Regions from separate parts of the Gossypium hirsutum genome. Here all the other regions are linked to region 2. Evidence: chromatin contacts called from public Hi-C data. All regions are on one chromosome and are shown on one strand. The core of a region is the stretch at or near the end of the contact, and the rest is flanking DNA. Distances in the headings are between cores, read along the strand shown.

Evidence for each region. A called contact is a pair of places that touch in the nucleus more often than the background predicts.
Region 1: a Hi-C map of leaf shows a contact between it and region 2, with 1.7 times the contacts expected there. The contact joins the enhancer-like site here to the promoter of LOC107896377 in region 2. A contact is called at or near these places in 11 of 34 Hi-C or Micro-C datasets (anther, callus, hypocotyl and 2 more).
Region 3: a Hi-C map of leaf shows a contact between it and region 2, with 2.8 times the contacts expected there. The contact joins the promoter of LOC107896365 here to the promoter of LOC107896377 in region 2. A contact is called at or near these places in 2 of 34 Hi-C or Micro-C datasets (hypocotyl and leaf).
Region 4: a contact with region 2 is called in a Hi-C map of seedling, with 2.2 times the contacts expected there. The contact joins the promoter of LOC107895432 here to the promoter of LOC107896377 in region 2.

What each region holds. Positions count from the first base shown.
Region 1 is chrA10:106,442,469-106,446,000 of Gossypium_hirsutum_v2.1, reverse strand. It overlaps the pseudogene LOC107896366. Among protein-coding and RNA genes, the nearest start is that of LOC121207608, 10 kb to the left of the region's middle. Within about 2 kb of position 1,285, at least 7 of the 9 cell types and tissues checked have an H3K27ac peak or open chromatin away from gene starts, as enhancers often do. A contact at or near this core is called in leaf, where this site is marked.
Region 2 is chrA10:106,578,321-106,581,825 of Gossypium_hirsutum_v2.1, reverse strand. LOC107896377 (wall-associated receptor kinase 5) reads right to left here and starts at 1,349. Exons shown (of 3, transcript XM_016821540.2): 1 at 357-1,349; 2 at 79-255. The coding sequence starts at 1,230.
Region 3 is chrA10:106,360,689-106,363,922 of Gossypium_hirsutum_v2.1, reverse strand. LOC107896365 (calvin cycle protein CP12-3, chloroplastic) reads left to right here and starts at 1,845. Exons shown (of 1, transcript XM_016821531.2): 1 at 1,845-2,692. The coding sequence starts at 2,042. The coding sequence ends at 2,422.
Region 4 is chrA10:106,829,507-106,832,815 of Gossypium_hirsutum_v2.1, reverse strand. It overlaps LOC107895432 (probable leucine-rich repeat receptor-like protein kinase At1g35710), which reads right to left and starts at 1,602. Exons shown (of 1, transcript XM_016820715.1): 1 at 1-1,602. The coding sequence starts at 1,602.

The sequences.
Region 1 (3,532 bases), core at 36-2,535, 140 kb after region 2:
AACAAATGAATGTTTGTACTTTACTCACCGTCTTTAGTGTAATAATAAGTTGATGTCTTGTTAAAAAAACACTTCAAAATAATTATAAAAGAAATCCTTAAAAATAAATTCAGATAACAATTTGTTTAACGTAGAGACATCGCGTAATCAAAATGCAGAAATTAATATACACTGAAACAGCTCCGACATTGTTCTATAAATAGGCAATGTCTTTGATCACAATTATCAACCAAAAATCCATGGCTTCTTCCTCAATACCATTCGAACTCATCATCTTCTTCCTCTTCTTTGCATCTTCCCATGCTTTCTCTTCTAAAACCATACCCTCCAGGGAAGCTGAAGCTCTTCTAGAATGGAAAGCTAGCCTCCACAGCAACAGCCAAACTTTGCTATCTTCTTTGTGGGGTGGAAGCAACCATTGCAATTGGACTGGAATCACTTGCAACAGTGCTGGAAGCATCACCAATATGACCCTGAGAGGATATGAATTGAAATTGAGAGGTACACTTCACAATCTCAACTTCCTTCACTTCCCCAACTTGATTTGGCTTCAACTTCGAAACAAGTCATTGTATGGGTCCATTCCTTCACACATCGGAAACCTTTCCAACCTCAACTTCCTTGACTTGTCGTACAATAATTTCTCTGGAAATATCCCTTTAGAAATTGGCTTATTGAAAAGTCTTTATACGATCTCCTTACAGAACAATTCAATCACTGGTTCCATTCCACGAGAAATTTTGAACCTCACCAAGCTTCACCATCTGGACTTGGCACAAAATAATATCTTTGGAAGTATTCCTTCTGATATAGGAAGGTTGACTTCACTTTCTGTGCTTTTTCTTCACCAAAACCTTCTCACTGGTACAATACCTATTTCAATTGGAGACTTGCAGAATTTATCCCAAATTTACCTCGTTGGCAATAGGCTCAATGGTTCCATACCTAAAGAGATCGGAATGATTAGATCGCTTTGGCACCTTGATATTTCAGACAATTACCTAACTGGTCCTATCCCAACATGTATAGGAAACTTAAGTAACATGATATATCTCTATCTGTATGGTAATTATCTCTCTGGTTCTATCCCCAGTGAGATAGGAATGCTCAAATCGCTTTCCGTATTGCAGTTGTTGAAAAACAATCTCACTGGTGTCATCCCTGTTTCCATAGGAAACTTGACTAACTTGGACAATCTTGAGCTTGATTCTAATGGGCTTTCTGGTTCTATCCCCAGTGAGATAGGAATGCTCAAATCTCTTTTCGACTTGCAGTTGTCGGAGAATAATCTCACTGGTGTCATCCCTGATTCCATAGCAAACTTGACTAACTTGGACAATCTTGGGCTTTATTCTAATGGGCTTTCTGGTTCTATCCCAACTTCCATGGGAAACTTAAACAAGTTGTCGATACTTACGGTTTTTGAAAATAGTTTATCAGGCCTTATTCCTCAAACTATGAACAATCTTAATCGTTCAAGAATATTAGACTTATCATACAATCATCTTAGTGGTTCATTACCTGAGAATGTGTGCCTGGGGGGATTGCTAAATCATCTTGCAGCTATCAACAATAATTTGACCGGTTTGATTCCATCAAGTTTGAGAAACTGTACTAGCTTATACAGATTTAGGCTTGAAGGGAACCACTTAACGGGGAATATATCAGAATCCTTTGGTATATATCCAAATTTGGATTTTATTTCATTAAGCAACAACAACATTTTCGGAGAACTTTCTCCAAATTGGGGACAATGCCATAATCTAACAAGCCTACAGATCTCCAATAATAACATTTCTGGAAAGATTCCATTCGAGTTGGGACATGCAACCCAATTACAAGAACTTGATCTCTCTTCCAATCATCTAAATAGTGAGATTCCGAAGGAACTGGGAAAGTTGACAATGATGAGCCGCCTTTTTCTAAGCGGTAACCAATTTTCTGGCAAAATTCCATCAGAGATAGGACTTCTTTCAAAACTCGAACAACTTGACTTGGCATCAAACAATTTTAGTGGGCCTATTCCTGATGATCTTGGAAATTGCGTCAAGTTATTCAACTTGAATTTGAGCAAGAACAACCTCGAAGAGAGCATTCCATCTTCAATAAGCTACATTAATGCTCTTCAAAGCCTAGATTTGAGTCAGAATTCACTTATTGGAGGTATCCCACAACAGTTTGGAAAATTACAGTCCTTGGAAGTATTGAACCTTTCTCACAATATGCTCGACGGTTCCATCCCGGAAGCTTTTAATAATTTGCATGGTTTGAGAATTGTGAACATATCTTTCAATCAATTTGAAGGTCCTATTCCAAATCTTAAGGCTTTTCATGAGGCATCGTTTGATGCCTTGAGAAACAATAAAGGCCTATGTGGTAATGCCACAGGACTAATGACTTGTGCTCCTTCTTTTCTGGCCAACCATGGTCATGGAAAAAGGACAAAAGTCATCATTTCAGTTATCCTTCCACTCTTTGGCAGTTTATTTTTGCTATTTTTATTGGTTGGAAGTTTCTTTACTTTCTGCAAAAAGACTCAAACCAATGAATCACAGCCAAAGGAGGAACAACAAGGAGATATTTTTACTGTTTTGGGTTTTGATGGAAGAATACTCCATGACCACATCATTGAAGCCACTGAAGATTTTAGCTCTGACTATTGCATTGGTTCAGGAGGATATGGAAGTGTTTATAAAGCTGCATTACCAACTGGTCAGGTGGTTGCTGTGAAGAAACTTCACCAATCTGAAGACAACATACTCATCAACAACTTAAAAGCCTTTGAAAGCGAGGTTTTGGCTTTATTAGAAATAAGGCACCGTAACATTGTGCAGATGTATGGTTTTTGTTCACATCCAAGTCATTCTTTTCTCGTTTATGAGCTTGTGGAAAGGGGAAGTTTGAGAATGGTGTTAAGCAACAATAAACAGGCTACAGAGCTGGACTGGAAGAAGAGGGTAAATGTTGTTAAAGGATTGGCTAATGCTTTGTCTTATATGCATCATAGTCATTCACAACCTATAGTTCATAGGGACATTTCTAGCAACAATGTTCTCTTGGATTTGGATTATGAAGCTCGTGTCTCTGATTTTGGCACTGCTAGGATTTTAAAGCCTGACTCCTCCAACTGGACTTCACTTGCGGGGACCTATGGGTACATAGCTCCAGGTATTAACTAATTCTTTTTCCTAAAAAATGCGTTGAACATGTTATCTGTTTGATTAAAGCTGTTAATTTCTTGCATGTTGTTAAATAGACAAAGTTCAAATAGCATATGTTAATTAGAAAAATCTTTTATATAGAGTTGGCTTATACAATGAGAGTAGATGAGAAGTGTGATGTCTCAGTTTTCGGGTGCTAACGATGGAAGTTTTTATGGGGAGGCATCCTGGTGATCTTATTTCGTATTTTTCTTCGCTGGAATCGACATTGTCATCGATGTCAAATGACCAACAGGTTTTACTGAAAGATACGATAGACCAACGTCTTTCAGCACCAGTAGGCCAATCTGCCGAAGACTTGGTCTCTACTA
Region 2 (3,505 bases), core at 100-2,599:
TCAGCTCTTGATTGAACCCAAAAACAATAACTCTTATCTGACATATAATGAAAGTAACATTTAATTAAGTGTACCAACCTAGAGCAACAACAAGAATGGGAAAATTATCACGGCGCGGCTTGGGACTGCAACCTGTTCCATTTTTCTGACCATCACCCTCAAATCCTTCAGGGCATGAGCAATTATAGCTTCCAAGTGTATTATGACATGTACCACTTTCATTGCAAGGCTTCAGTGTTTCACATTCATTAATATCTACAGTTTTTAAACATTTTAAATAAACAAAGAAAAAAAGAGTACAGTTAGGTAATTTCATCAAAATGAATCTGCAATGGAGAAGAACTTGAAATCTTTACCTTGGCAGCCGATGGAGAGATAAGGGTTACCCTGAAAACCATGATTACACTTGCACAAATATCCAGGGCCACTTTCTGGATCTATACAAGCACTATTTTGCTTGCAAGCATAATTTTTTGGGTCCATTTTAGCTTCTTCACAAGTTTGATTCCCGATTGTCCAATCAAGAATAAGTGGGTATTCCCTTTTGTTGAAATCTAGGTTGGAAAGATCTGATGTAGAGAAGGTGTAGGCTCCATCTTCCACAATAAATACATAGCTGCAAGGATTGAACGTCAACACGCTGGAATGATTCCGAGAGCTACTAAAATCGAAGAAATAAGCCTGCAATCCTCTAGGGATAGCCGTCTGGCAGCAGCCAATGCCAGAGCAAGACCCATTTATCACATCGCTCACATTATTACAAACTGTTAAACATCCGGATGAATAGTTTGAAAGCATGTAAAAACCCCAGAAGTAGGCGATAGTGTCACAACCAATGGCAGTGAACTTGTTTCTGGAGTAAGATATGGAGAATTTTCTATGACCGAAAAAGGGACTCCCCTGTGAAGTGGGCCCTGATGAGTCATAACAGTCATAACCTATGGACTTGTCATATTGAACGCGCAAATGACCATCATCCAGGGAGATGTTGAGAACTTCAATTTCAGTGTCGCTTAAGAATGCTTTTGGGGGGTTAAAAGAGGTGTTACAATTAATGAAGAAGTCGCTGCCGATGTTGCAACCCTTGCGTGTACCAAAAGGGTATGGGATTCCTATGTTTCCGCAGTGGCTTTGGCATCCTGGTTTCGGTTGAGCTGCTACTGAAGTTGCCATAATTGTTACCATAACTGCAAACACAGTAAGCTTCTTAAACATACCACCAAACCCCATCACCCTCTCTTGTTTGTTTTTCCCACTATCTGGGCTATGTAAATATAGAATATCTTACAGGTAGGAATAGGATGAATGTTTGAAGATTCAACGCCATTTTAATAGACAAGTTGTAGCGGGCACATGATTCATTATTACCGTGTTGACTCGCTCCATTGCCTTCAAAAACTTTCCACGTTCTTTTTCGATATAAACACTTTTCTTCGTTGTGCACAAGAATTTATTTTTATTACTATTAGTAGTAATAGTAGTAGTTTTTTAAAAAAATAAAATCTTCACTCAACACAATGTTGCGGATTAAAATTATGCTTTTAGATATTTGTTTGATTGGATTTTATTTTTAAAGAGGACGATTAATTAGGCACTAAAGTTAAATTATGCATTGTCTTTAAAAACTTTCCACATCCTTTTTCAATTTAAAAACTTTTCTTCATTGTTCGTAAAAAGAAAAAGGCTTAAATAAACCTTCCCTCAAGCTAAATTTATGGCTATACTCTCGAAATCATTTTTTTTGAAAAATGGGAATCAACTTTATATTTTGAAAAGAAAATGAAAATTGGGAGTCGCCACCAATCTTTTTTGTTTAGGTGTGAATGGATCACCTAATATTTTGATCGTTTTAATAAAATGTTTTGCTTTACTAAAACAGCGATTTTGGTCTACGAAATTCGAGAAAACATGTTCGAGAGTCGGTTACGTACAAGAAAAGATTAGCACTCTCGTAATGCCCAAAATTGGTACCTAATTGATTAAGTAATGTCTTAATGTCGAAATTTGAAAACTCAAAAAGAATTTAGAATACGATCTCTTTTTATTAATGTTAATTTTGCAAAGATGTTTAGATAAATCGAAGCAGATGTTAAAGACCTTCTCGTCCCGAAGTAATAAAATGTAACATCCAACACATTAGGACACGACGCTTTAAACCCTCGAGAGTAAGCCGATCTTTGGCTTTTCAAAACTCAAGCACTTTAATTTTAAAAGGTTATTCGGTTATTTGAATCAAACGAAAAAATCGAAACCCAGCACATTAGGGCACGATCTCTCGAATTTCCAAATACAGAACATTGCTTTACTTTGAAAGTTTCTTTTTTTTTAAAAAAAATTTTATCAAACGTAAGTTTAAAACGACATGGGCTATTTTGAAGCATAATACAAAGATAACCAATTATATTCAAACATAGTTCATGGAGAATAATACTGCAATAATATATAAAACAACTATACAAGTCAAGAATATATGATAAATAAATGATATGATAATACTAATGTACTATTATAGTCATAGTAATATTAACAAACAAATTAAAATAATAATAATATGAATAGGTAAAGATGAAATAAATAAATAATATTGAGGACAATAATAATAAAGTAATGAATAAATAAATATAAGGGAAAAGGTTTAAAAATATTGGAAGTAAAGAACCAAATTAAAATAAATAATACTTAAAGCACAACTTGTAATAAAACATATATGAAAATAATAGTGATAATAATAATATATTAGATAAAATAATAACAAAAGTAGTAATAAGAATGGTAAAAGAAAATAATAATAATAATAATGAAGGTAATAATAATAATGATAATAAATAATAGTAAAAAGAAAAAAAATTGCCAAATAGCTAATAGAGGACTAAATTGAATTTAAAACAAGTATTCGGGGAAAATCCAAAATAAAGAAAGAAAGAAATGGACCACATCGAATGTGCGAATAACAAGGAGGGATTAAAGGAGAAAATATCCCCACCCTCCCAAACTTATCGTTTTACGCAGGACCAAAAGGAAATCAAAACAAAATTTTAGGGCAAAATTAGAAATAACGAAAGATTTAATTGCAATGTTGTAAAAAAGCGGAAGGGCTGGGATCACAAATATCCCATTAAATAAAAACACGAGGATCCTGCTGGCGGGTCGGGTCAACATGCGGATCTTAGGTGAAACGACGTCGTTTTGGCACTGGTGCTTAAGTCCAAAACGGCGTCGTTTTGGACCCTATATAAATAGGAAAATTCTAAAAAAAACATTTCCCTTTCACTCTTCTCAAAAAGAAAAACTGAGCCCTCTCATTTTTCTCTCTGCAGGGTCCTTGGTCCGGCAAGGATCCGGCCGATCGCCGCTGTGGCCCACCACCAGCGCCGCCATATACAGATAAAATTTTTAATTTTTATATATATATGTATCTATATATATACTGTTTTTTAAAAAAATAAAAAAATAAAGAAAATATGTATGTATATATATTCGAAAGAGGAAAATAAAGAAAGAAATA
Region 3 (3,234 bases), core at 596-3,095, 220 kb after region 2:
ATAATACAAGGACCTCCCAAATACATCCACCTTAAATTTTATATTTCGAAAATGCTTTTGTTACCGATGGCGATTCTAGAAGGGTTGGCCCCGACTCCCCCCCAAAATGAAAATTTGCCATTTAGGTCATCTAATTTTTTTTAAAATTTTAAATTAGTAAAAGTAAAATTACACTTTGGCCCCCCCTAAAATTACAAAAATTCGATTTAATCTTTTAAAAATTATAAATATATAAACTATAAAAAAATATTAAAATTTTATTTAACCCCTAAAAAATTGTTCTGGCTTTGCCCATGTTTGTTACTATATTATTAACTAATTAACATTTTAAATAAGTAAATAGGTAAACAACATCAATTGTCCCTTACCTTTAATTAAATTTATATTTCAATCATCGAACTTATGAAAAGTTACAAAATTATCACTAAAATTATTGAAATATTACAAAATCGTCATTCAGATGATTTTTTTTTTATGTGGCATGTTACTTTGCCACATAGGATATAACTAATCCGTATTTTTTGTAGGAAAAAGAATAATTTTTTTATTTATTTAAATCCTTATAAATTTTTTATTTATTTAAATCCTTAGTGATAATTTACATAAAATAAATTTATTAAATATATTTAAGTTTAACATAAAAATAAAATAAGTATAATTTAATAAATTAAAATGGTAAGTTTAATAATAATAGAAATATTAGACAATAAAGATTAAGGAGTGAAAAGAATCGACATGCAATATGTTGAAATTTTAAACATTAAACAGATATATTTTTCATTATTGTACAACTATTTTAACTATGATTTAAAATTATTTTCATTTTAAGATTTTTATAGATTAAAATATGTTATAAATCTTTATAATTTTAGAATTTAATTTTTTTTATTTTTTTAAAAATTTCTATATTTTTTAACTTTTTAAATTTTAAAATTTAAACTTATTTATTAACACCATTAAAATTTTTATATTAAATTTGTTAGTAAAAAATTCACTTGATCTAATTAAAAAATGATTTTTTTAAATACACGAAATTAGAGCATACTGAACCTATTTTATATAATTTAATTAATTTTAAAAATATTACTTACATTAATTATATAAAATTATTATATTTTATTAAATAGCAACCACAATTAAAGGTGATTATTCACATGCAATGCTCCTGCTAAGAAAAAATTAGTTATAAAAAGTCAACCGGGTGACTAAAATCCAAATCCAAAAATAAACAAAAAAATAGAAATAACTAACCATACAAATATTTTGGTTTAATAAGTAATTTGTTAGTTGAGTTTAACTTTTTTTTCTTTAATATGGTATATGTATTATTTTTCGGTCTAATGTTGTATATATATTTTACAAAAGTTAAACATTTTGACATCTTGAAGATAAAAGTGTTATTTTTTTAGTGTTTAACTTGGATTTTAGAGTTGATTCCATCGAACTGTATTTGATAAATTAAACAAATTTACAATTAACACTAAATTTATTCTATTAACAAAATCATAAAAATTTCGAAACTAATAATATTAACAATTAACTTTCATCAAATTAATCTTAAAATTTAAATTTAATACTAAAAAATTAACACATTTACCTTTAGGTACTAAAATGTACAACTTTTATCAAATATAAATACTAAAGTAAAACCAAAACTAGTATAATCAAACTCGAACAACAAATAATATATTAACTTAAATATTTTACAACTCTTCCCATCCAAATTTAACTCTATGACAACAAGAAGCACGTTAGTTTCTGTTTGAAGCGTGTGGGGGCGGAGCTAAACGAATGTGTGGATATGGAAGCATCAGTTGGTAAATGCAAAAGACAATCCACGAAAATCCCATTTCTCACCTGTCTTCACCTTATCTCAATCCCTCCAAATCCAAACTTGTTTCTTTCCCCTTCATCATAACTTCAAAACCCCACTCTTTTTCTCATCGAAAAAGACTTCATTCCTTCATCAAAACCATCGATCTTCATAAGAATCATAGCCCAAACTCATATAATTTGTTATATCAGCTATATCGTATCAGCCATGGCAACTCTAAGGCTTCACTCACTGACAGCAGCCTCGGAAAAGATCCCAACGTCACCTTTTGCTCCAAGTTCAAGGGTGTTGTCTGCTTCATTTCATTGTAATGAAAAAAGGGTTTCAAGAAGGATGACTATAAATGCCATGGGAGGAGGAGCTAAGTATAAAGGGACTCAAATGAGGGAGAAACAGTTAAGTGATATGATTAAGATGAAAGTGACAGAAGCCAAGCAAGTTTGTGAAGGAGATGAGACATCTGATGAATGCAAAGTAGCTTGGGATGAAGTTGAAGAGGTAAGTCAAGCCAAAGCTGATCTAAGGCTTAGACTTGAAGTTGAAAAGAAAGATCCTGAGACTGAAGAGTGCAAAGTTTATGATGATTGATGAAGAAATTCGATCTTCCCTCAAAACCCTTTTTGTTTGATCTTGTTTTATGGATGTGCCAGTTTCCATTACTTTTCATGGGGTTATTGCTGCTATTAGTGAAGTGTATGGTATGAATATGTCTTTGTTAAGCTACTTTTGTTTTAGATTGAAAAACATGATTAACAGAGCTGATCAAGCTCCTTTTATGTTGTAAAAACTTTGTTGTTTTTAACATTTTATGATGTTTGATAGGCAAAAATAAAAAAAGACGAGAAATTTTACTGTTAATTTTAGATTTGAGTTGAGCTTGTCACAAAAACAATGAAGCTTAACTAAAGAAAATCAGATGTATAATAAATTACAATTTTATTTTTATAGATTTCGCGGTCCAATATTTTGTAGGCTCTCATTCTTTTTTATTACACCATTAAAAGCTGTCTCAAAAATTTACCCACCTAAAATCTACTTTTCCCTTCAAAACAAAAATATAATAATTTACTTAACCCTTTAATTTTTATATTTTCATTATTTATCAAATTATTCATAAATAAATAAAAAATTAACTTTTATTGACATAACATATACAGACACTGTTGATTAATTTTTTATTTTTTAAAAGGTATTTCTAAAAATATTTTTAAATTCTAAAAATTTAATTAATTGCTAATATATATATACATGAAGATTCATATGTATATCAATAAAGTCAACAAGTGTTTTTCATTTATTTTAAGTTTGATTTGATAAATTATACAAATTTAAAGGTTAAATAAAATTCAAAACAAAAACAAAAAGCTAAAATATTGTTTGGGGCAAAAAATAAATGACGG
Region 4 (3,309 bases), core at 353-2,852, 250 kb before region 2:
ATCAAGTTCTTGTAGCTGGGTTGCATGTCCCAATTCGAATGGAATCTTTCCAGAAATGTTATTGTTGGAGAGACGTAGGCTTGTTAGATTATGACATTTCCCCCAATTTGGAGAAAGTTCGCCATAAAAATTGTTATCGCTTAACGAAGCATAATTCAAATGTGGATATATACCAAAAACTTCTGATATATTTCCAGTCAAACGGTTTCCATCCACCCTAACTCTGATTAAGCTTTTGCAGTTTCTCAAACTTGATGGGATAGGACCTGACAAATTGTTGTTGATCACTGCAAGTCGAGTGAGTACTCCACCGAGGCATAAATTTTCTGGTAATGTACCAGTGAGATGGTTGTTTGATAATTGGAGATTAGTAAGATTATTGTATATTGGAGGAATGGGGCCTGACAAACTATTTTCACCAAGGAAAACTTCTGATAAGCTGCTCAAGTTTCCTATGGAAGTAGGGATTTGTCCAGAGAATGTGTTATTAGACAGATCCAATTGACTGAGAGATTTAAGCATCCCTACCTCTTTAGGTATCAATCCAAAAAACATATTCTGAGAAAGGCTAAGAGTAGTTAAGTTGGTCAAGTTTCCTATGGAAGTAGGGATTGGACTAGAGATTGAGTTATCAGCCAAAAGCAAAAAGTTGAGAGATTTAAGCATTCCTATCTCGCGAGGTATTGAACCAGAAATGGCATTTGTATCAAGCATGACACTAAATAACTTGGTCAAGTTTCCTATGGAATTAGGGATGACGCCACCGAGATTATTTTTCGAGAACTGGATCATGAAAAGTGATTTAAGCCCTCCAATTTCATTGGGAATAGAACCAGAAAGATGATTTCCATACAAGAAAAGATACACCAAGTTACTTAAGTTTCCTATAGATGCCGGTATAGGACCAGTTAAGCTGTTTCCTGACAAGTCCAACATATAAAGTGACCTCAACGTTCCAACTTGTTTAGGTATAAAACCATTGAGTCGGTTGCTGTTAAGGTCAAGCCTGTATAAATTATGCAATCTTCCTATAGAGGCAGGGATTGGACCACTTAGATAGTTACCATAGAAATAGATATTAGAAATTGTACTCAGATTTCCTATTTCTTGTGGAATGGGACCACTAATCTTATTTGCTATTAAGGAGATCAATTGAAGACTTCTCAACAAGCAAATTTCAGATGGGATATGTCCTGAGAAGTTATTGTATGACAAGTCAAGGAAGATGAGTTTGGAAAGGTTTCCAATGTGCGAAGGAATGGGCCCATACAATGAGTTGTTTCGAAGGTGAAGCCTAATCAAGTTAGGCAAGGAAAGGAAATTGAGATGGTGAAGTGTACCTCTCAATCTCAAATCATACTCTGCAAGGCTTAGATTGGTGACGCTTCCGGCATTGTTGCAAGTGATTCCAACCCAATTGCAATGGCTACTTCCGACCCACAAAGAAGAGAGAAAAGTTTGTGTGGTGTTGTCGAGGCTAGCTTTCCATTTTAAAAGAGTTTCAGCTTCCATGGAAGTTATGGAGGATGACGAAGAGAAAGCATGGAAAAATACAAAGATGAGGAAGAAGATGAGTTTGAATGGTACTAAGAAAGAAGCCATGGTATTGATAGTTGAAATTAAGGAGCTTGTGTGGTTAATTGTAATAAAAGGCTTTGGTTATTTATAACAGAAGATTGGTGCTGTTTCAATCACCATGAAGCTTCGACATCAAGTGGAAAAAATTGCAAGTTGTAGATATGACATGAAGGGATCTTTCACAATCTGTATTAATTATATTGTTCAAGACCTGCTGTTTGGACAGACTTAAGTCAAGCCTGTGCCTTACAAATTCTACCGTCGGGGATAGGCGATAAAGTCAATTTACTGGAGTTCCAATAATACAATTACTTGATTACCTAATAAAAATAAATTTGATTTTTTTTATGTTTATTTTCAATTTAATTATATTTTAAATTTTAATTAAATATGTTTTTTTAAAGGGAAAGTGCTTTTTTATTGATTTTAAGCTTACATTTATTTGTTTAATCAAAAAATAAATTTCATTTTTTATATTTTAAATTTAAATTTGAATTGAAATTTTTTATTATCAATTAAAAATGGAGTAAATTATCCTTATAGCCACTTTAAAATTAGGTCATTCCTATTTCGATCATCCAAAAAACTTTTTTTTTTGTTAATTTGGTCACTGCTAAAGAAATCAATCAAACTGATTACTCAAACATTAAGTCCATCTTTTTTTTTTCTTTCTTTCTATTGGGCTGAAACCCGAATTAAGCAACAAACAAGAATGAATGGAGAAAATTGGATGTAAATATTTATGTAGAAAAACTCGTCTAGAGAGAATAAAAAAACCACAGGTAAAGAAAACTTCACTAAAATGGCAAATAACCGAAGAAGAATAAAAGATGGAGGAAAAACAAAACAAGCCCTTAAATCCTAAAAAATACAAAGCTCACTAACTAAAAAACAAAATTCTTCTTACTTTCATTTGCTGAGTTGTTGAATCAATCTCTCCAGAGTTGCTAAAAGCTCTATTTATAGGTTGAAATTCGTGGGCTAATATGATTAAAATATTCCTAGAGTTATTAAAGTTCAACCTAGAAAAAATAGCAGAGTTTAACAAGGAGAAGAAACCCAATTTAGTAGGAAATATGTTGTTATGTCGTGACGTCATTTATCGGCTCGTTGAGACTTCACATGTCACATCATCGGGACGTCGGCTCTTCCTTATCATGGTGTCGACTCTATTTCGCCCAAGATGCGAGATACATTCCATACTTTCCTTATTCTTTTATCTTTTTCCTTATTTTTGCTATATCCTCTCCTTTTCTTCATCTTTTCCCTTTTCTAACCTAAAAATCCTAACAGTTGCCTCCCTTAATGATGTCATTGTTGCTCCTGCCAAGCATGAAAATTCTAAAATTTTGAGAGTGACCTCACAACTTTTGAGCTTTCTTTTTTAAATCTAAACCTATAGATCTAAAGAGGAGGCTTTGGGCTTCACTTTGGTGGTTTTGAATCGGCAATTTAGCGTCAGAGAAGACATCAAATGACAATAGTAAGAAGCGGTGATTGTGGGTAAGGATAAGAAAAACAAGAAAAATAGGGAAATAAAATAAGCGTCCTTTAAAGTTGTCCATTGACATGACAATGCTCAATAGCAGTGGTTTGATAGAGGAAGCGGGAGCTAAGGTTAGTAAGTTAGAAAGGAGAAGATGGAAAAAATAAGAAAGAAAGGAAAAAAAAAGAAAAATCAAAGAAATAAGAAATATAAAAGGAAATGAGAGCATTCCATTCAATTTAACA